2 separate regions of the Mus musculus genome follow, and region 1 is linked to region 2. A link is a contact called in public HiChIP or PLAC-seq data. All regions are on one chromosome and are shown on one strand. The core of a region is the stretch at or near the end of the contact, and the rest is flanking DNA. Distances in the headings are between cores, read along the strand shown.

Evidence for each region. HiChIP or PLAC-seq counts read pairs in DNA pulled down with a chosen protein or histone mark.
Region 1: a contact with region 2 is called in an H3K27ac HiChIP or PLAC-seq map of extraembryonic endoderm stem cells. The contact joins the promoter of Txlng here to the enhancer-like site in region 2. A contact is called at or near these places in 1 of 39 promoter capture datasets (erythroid cells), 1 of 15 datasets of contacts at CTCF or cohesin (large pre-B cells), 4 of 484 Hi-C or Micro-C datasets (CD4 T cells, centrocytes, embryonic stem cells and 1 more), 8 of 115 datasets of contacts at active chromatin or transcription factors (the 230-238 cell line, embryonic stem cells, epiblast stem cells and 3 more) and 3 of 9 other capture datasets (adipose tissue, liver and pancreatic islet).

Annotation. Positions count from the first base shown.
Region 1 is chrX:162,828,022-162,830,721 of GRCm38.p6, reverse strand. It overlaps Txlng (taxilin gamma), which reads left to right and starts at 1,268. Exons shown (of 10, transcript NM_178935.5): 1 at 1,268-1,483. The coding sequence starts at 1,382.
Region 2 is chrX:162,726,123-162,728,822 of GRCm38.p6, reverse strand. No RefSeq gene overlaps it. Among named protein-coding and RNA genes, the nearest start is that of Gm15201, 9.1 kb to the left of the region's middle. Within about 2 kb of position 1,267, at least 64 of the 459 cell types and tissues checked have an H3K27ac peak or open chromatin away from gene starts, as enhancers often do. A contact at or near this core is called in epiblast stem cells, extraembryonic endoderm stem cells and pancreatic islet, where this site is marked.

The DNA of each region.
Region 1 (2,700 bases), core at 19-2,518, 100 kb before region 2:
GGTTGCACACGCCTTTAATCCCAGCATTTGGGAGGTAGAGGCAGGTGGATTTCTGAGTTCAAGGCCAGCCTGGTCTACAGAGTGACTTCCAGGACAGTCAGAGCTACACAGAGAAACCCTGTCTCAAAAAAACCAAAAAAAAAAAAAAAAAAAAAAAAAAAAAAGAATTTCTTCAACTGAACTGAGCTGGAGTGTAGTTCAGTGGTTGAGTGCAGGTGTTGTATGTATGAGATCCGTGGTTTGATAATGAGCACCACAAAAAAAAAAAATAACAATAAAACCCCCAAACAACATTAATAACAAAACCAACCCTATTTTCTCCTAAGAATTTGCTCATTTGAAATTTTCAGTCCCTCAAGTTATTTAAGTTTTGGCTCCTGGTATCACTGTTTTGTGTTCAACTGTAGGAAAGTATATTTGTACAGATTTTCATAGTGAATTATTTCAATTCCGGATTTTGTGATGGTCAGTGACTTCTAGACACTAGGCCACTAAGGATCTGGTTCCATTAAATAGAAAACAGGGGATATTTCTGAGTGACCTTCTCTAACATATCAAGAAAAAAATAACTGTTTTAGTAAACAGAGTTCGTGATATTTTTAATTAGCAAAACATATGGTGCAAAAAGCAAGACATTTTAAATACGAATTAATCTTGAACTAACATGGAGAACTGTACTTGAAGCCAGATCAGTTGGGCAAAGGTGAATAGGCTTCCAGCCCAAAGGAACTCTGGACAGTTAAACCTTGGGGAGAACTCTGGTAGAGAGGCTGTACTCTGGGCAAGTGTCCAATGTTCCAAATTCTGAGACTGCATCTCCCACCTCGAAAATAGCGAAGTTAAAAGAGTCTCTTATTCTCAAATTATACTTGCACAATTATGAAGAAGAGCAAAAAAAGCAAAACCACAAAGAAGTGTCTCTGATTCTATTCCTTCTCAAACTCTGGAAGATTTTAAAACTTTTCTTGTAGGTTAATAACGACTACTTTCCGGTACCGCGACATTGCCGCTCAGAGACTACAAGCCCCAGAAGGCTGCACACTCAGCACAGCGGGTACTCTTCCCCCAGGACGCTCCTATCCGGATTCATGGCTGGACGCCGGGGCCGCACATTCTTCTGGGACTCGTAGTCTACTCCCTTTCCCGGTCCGCGCAGACTCCAGCGGCCTCTGTCTGCCCTTCGGCCCTAACAGAAGCCCAGCCCAAAATTTTACGCTCCCCACCCCCAACAAACTGCCTTTCCTCAGGAGCCAACCTCCTCCGGTCACGTGAGAAGACTCTCACGCTACGATTGGTTGGGGTGTAAAGGGGGCGGGGCTGAAGCCCCTGAGAGGTTCCGTGCCCCTGGTCCAGCCGCTTGTTTGGCTGCTGCCGTCACCTCATGGCGACTCGGCTTGAGGAGGTAACGCGAGGAAGAGGCGGCGGTACTGAGGAGGCTAGTGAGGGCGGACGGGGCGGACGGCGACGTAGCCCCCCGCAGAAGGTCAGTGGAGGGGACGCCTTCGTTGTGGTTGGGTCGCGGGGATGATTGGGTTACCCTTTTTGGGGTTCACCTCTTCACTTACCCCTTTACCTTTAGCTACGGGACGAACATCCGGCCCGTTCCCCCTTTTCCTTCAGAAGAGTGACGATAGTTGGGGAGCAGGTGCGGGGTGGTTGTGACTGAAATGGATCTGGTGAGAAGGGACGGTGGTTGGGACTTGGGGACACTACGCCTAGTAGGGGGCTGAGGGAGGACATGGTGGACCCCGGTCTGAGAGGGTGAAGGGGTGCTAGGCAGGGGCGCTCCAGGTGTGACAGCCACGTGCGGCGGGTGCTGCCCCGGGTGTTGAGTCTTCAGCCTGTGTGGTCACCGGGCACTGGGACTCCGCTGCCCAAGGAGGTGACGGGGTGGGGGTGGGGGCTTATCGGGGTACGGGGTAGCCCTCTCCGTGTTGGGCAGGTGCGTAGGGCGCGCGCTGCGGGGTGCTCCCCGGCCTCAGAGCTGAGGCTGTTGCGCAGTAAGATAACAGCGCAGAAGCCGGGGCTGCCTTTCGCCCCTTCCCCCCTTCCCCTTGCCCCCCCGCGGTCCCCCGCGACACTGCGCGGGTGGCTACGCGGGGGACGCCGCGGGGCTCCCGGGATCCACAACGGGGCTTGGTCTCTGGGCATCATGGACCTGCCTTGAGTGTGAGGCTGGGGATGAGGTGGTGATGCTGGGGAACCAGCATCATCTTCTGATAGCTGTCTCCGGCTTCCTGCCACTACCCTCTGTTTCTTTTCTTTCTTTTTAATTTGATAAGTGGAAACTTGAGTTTCCTCCTGGGCTTCGGTTTTGGTCTTTCTTAATCTAGGAGAAGAGCTGGACTGTTTGTTTCCCCTTGCCTTACTTGACTCACGTCAAGGAGTTTTCAGTGTCTCCCTGGATACAAGAAAATCGAGATCTCTTTCAGAATGGGAGAAATCCACTTGTTCTGGAGCTCAGTGGGTGGAGTTTTGACAATGATTGCACAACGAGTAGGGTACAGGGCTTTCAGGCCCAGGAACCAAGAACTGGGGTGTATGGTATTGAAAAAGTGTAAATTCCATCCCTTTGCCTTGCAGGAGAACATACTGAAACCGCTTGACTTGTTGGACACCCTGCTTGACCACTGAGAGCTATTTAATATTACTTAATTATGTATTTGACTAATCTTAAAAGCCACTCCTGTATGAAGTTAC
Region 2 (2,700 bases), core at 18-2,517:
TGCCCAGGGTCAACGTAAATGAGGGATCAGATGAGTGACATGGTGACACTGTGAGATCTGCTCCGGTGTCTGGAATTAAACATCAAGAGTTAAAACACACACACATACACACACACACACACACACACACACACACACACACACACACACACACGTTGGGGTACCTTTTCCTTCTGGTTTGCCTACAGAATGCTTCTAGAAGCCAGAACCACACTGGGCGGGGAATTCTGGGAAACAGCATTCAGCTTAGCTAAACAGACACAGCACAAAGCAACCACAGCGTGTGCAGCAAGGGTCGCGCTGGAAATGGAAAGGGACAATGCTTGTAGCTGACCGCGGCTTGAGTGGTTTAGCTTGGCGAATTTCAGCTGGTTGCTAGGGCTCTTCCTGAAGCCTCATTAACTTAATGGCATATCCTTGTCACAGAGTCAACAGAACCTAGCTCCAACCTGTCTCTCCACTTTATCTGACCTACCCTCCTCCTCTTCTCTCTGTCTTGTCCTCTCTTTTCTGCTTCTGTTTCTGAGTATTATCTCCTCCACACCTCTCTGCCTCTCTGCCTGTATCTCTTTCTGTGTCTCTGTTTTTGTCTTTCTGTGTCCCTGACTGTCTTCTCCCTCTCCCTCTCTCTGCGACCCCCCTCCTCCCCCGGTCTCTCGAGCCATACATACGTTCTGGTTCTGAGGATCTAGTGACAAAAATGTCCACCTGGGGCTGCTCTGGCTTCCGTCCTCATACACAAAGTATTTTAAGCAATGCCCACCCTGTGGGGCTTACAGAAGATGGAGCAGACAAAGCAAAGAAGCTTGTTCTATGGTGGACCCTTGTAAGGACCCCGGAGAAAAGTAGAAATGGAAAAGTGACATCACAGGACAGGAAGATGGGCCGTCGTGCTCGTAAATCTCTGTAGTTTTAGCCCTAAGATCAAGGTCAGCTTGGGCTTCAAGAGATGGGGTTTGGAAAAAAAAAGACAGAGTGGGAGGGCAAGTGAACAGAGAACATTTTGTGGGTGATCTGACTGGGAGGTCAAGCAGACCTCTGCAGAAGGGAAGAAGAGCCCTTGATTGTGTGGAACACGGTGTCCTAGGCCGCCGCCAAGCAAAGTAGCTTAATGGCCACCAAGGCATTCAAGGCAAGGCTGGGAAGAGCTTGCTTTGTTCTCCCAGGGTACAAACAAAAAGACCAGAGCAGCCGGGTGAGCTCAGAGAGCTCTGGCCGGTGGTGGGTGAGAGGTCAGCGAAGTGGGTGGGAAGAGCGGCTAAGCCCTTATCTTTTTACTCTGAGGGCAGCGGGGGGCCTAATTGCACAATGGCATCTTCTCCACAGGAGTTGCTGTGTTGAGACAGACCGAAGGAGGGGAGATGAAACTAAAAGGGGCCAGTGAAACTCTGCTAGTAATCATAGCCAGCCCGCCCCCCTCTGCTCTGCTCGGAGCCAGCCCGAGGGAGATTTTGCGAATGCTTTTCTGCCTGTCCCTGCCCGGACGGTTTGAGTTTTGCTCCTGAACTGCATCCACCTGCATTCTCTCTCCCTACTCCATGTTCCTTTCTTTTTCCTTCTCATTTAGACTAAATTGACACTGTAATTTCATTTTACATTAAAAAGCCTTGATGGCATAATTTTAGGTGCTAAAAATAAAGTTAGTCTTCCAACTTCAAGACAATAGCAAAAGAGGAAAGGGTATATATTCTTTGATGGAGATTTTATTTTAATTAATTTTTTTTCTTTTGGTGTTTTGAGATAGAGTTTTTCTATGTATCCCCGGCTGGCCTGAAACTTGCTATGTAGATGAGGCTGGCCTTGAACGTTTTTGTTTTTTTGTTTCTTTCTTTCTTTCTTTCTTTTTTTTTTCGAAACAGGGTTTCTCTGTATAGCCCTGGCTATCCTGGAACTCACTTTGTACACCAGGCAGGCCTCGAACTCAGAAATCCGCCTGCCTCTGCCTCCCAAGTGCTGGGATTAAAGGCGTGCATCACCATACCCAGCTTTTGAACGTTTGATGAAAATTTAAAAGTACCTAAATTCTAAATCACTTCTACAGTAATGATATAAACATATATTTTCTGAGGAGGAAACAAAGTTATAGTTAAAGGCCAAGATTATTTTCTATTTTAAACCTGTTATACTGTCTCTCTGTCTCTGTCTCTTTCGGAGAGTCTTTCTTTTATTTTTTCAATTTTTTAATTAGATATTTTCTTCATTTACATTTCAAATGCTATCCCTAAAGTCCCCTATACCCTCCCCCCTCTGAGAGTCTTTCTACATTGCTCTGGCTGTCCTGGAGCTCATTATTAGATCAGGCTGGCCTCAAACTCACAGAAATCTGCTTGCCTTTGCCTCAAAAGTGCTGGTATTAAAGACATGCACAACCACGCCCAGCCCCAGCTAAACATTAAAATAAACAAATTAAAGCAAAATATTTTCAATACATGTTATAAAATAATTCAGTAACACCAAGAGAAAAAAATGTTAAAAATTCTTTGTGAACATGATTTTTAAAAGTATAATCTAACTTAAAATTAATCATCAGGGAAATGCAAATCAAAACAACCCTGAGATTCCACCTCACACCAGTCAGAATGGCTAAGATCAAAAATTCAGGTGACAGCAGATGCTGGCGTGGATGTGGAGAAAGAGGAACACTCCTCCATTGTTGGTGGGATTGCAGGCTTGTACAACCACTCTGGAAATCAGTCTGGC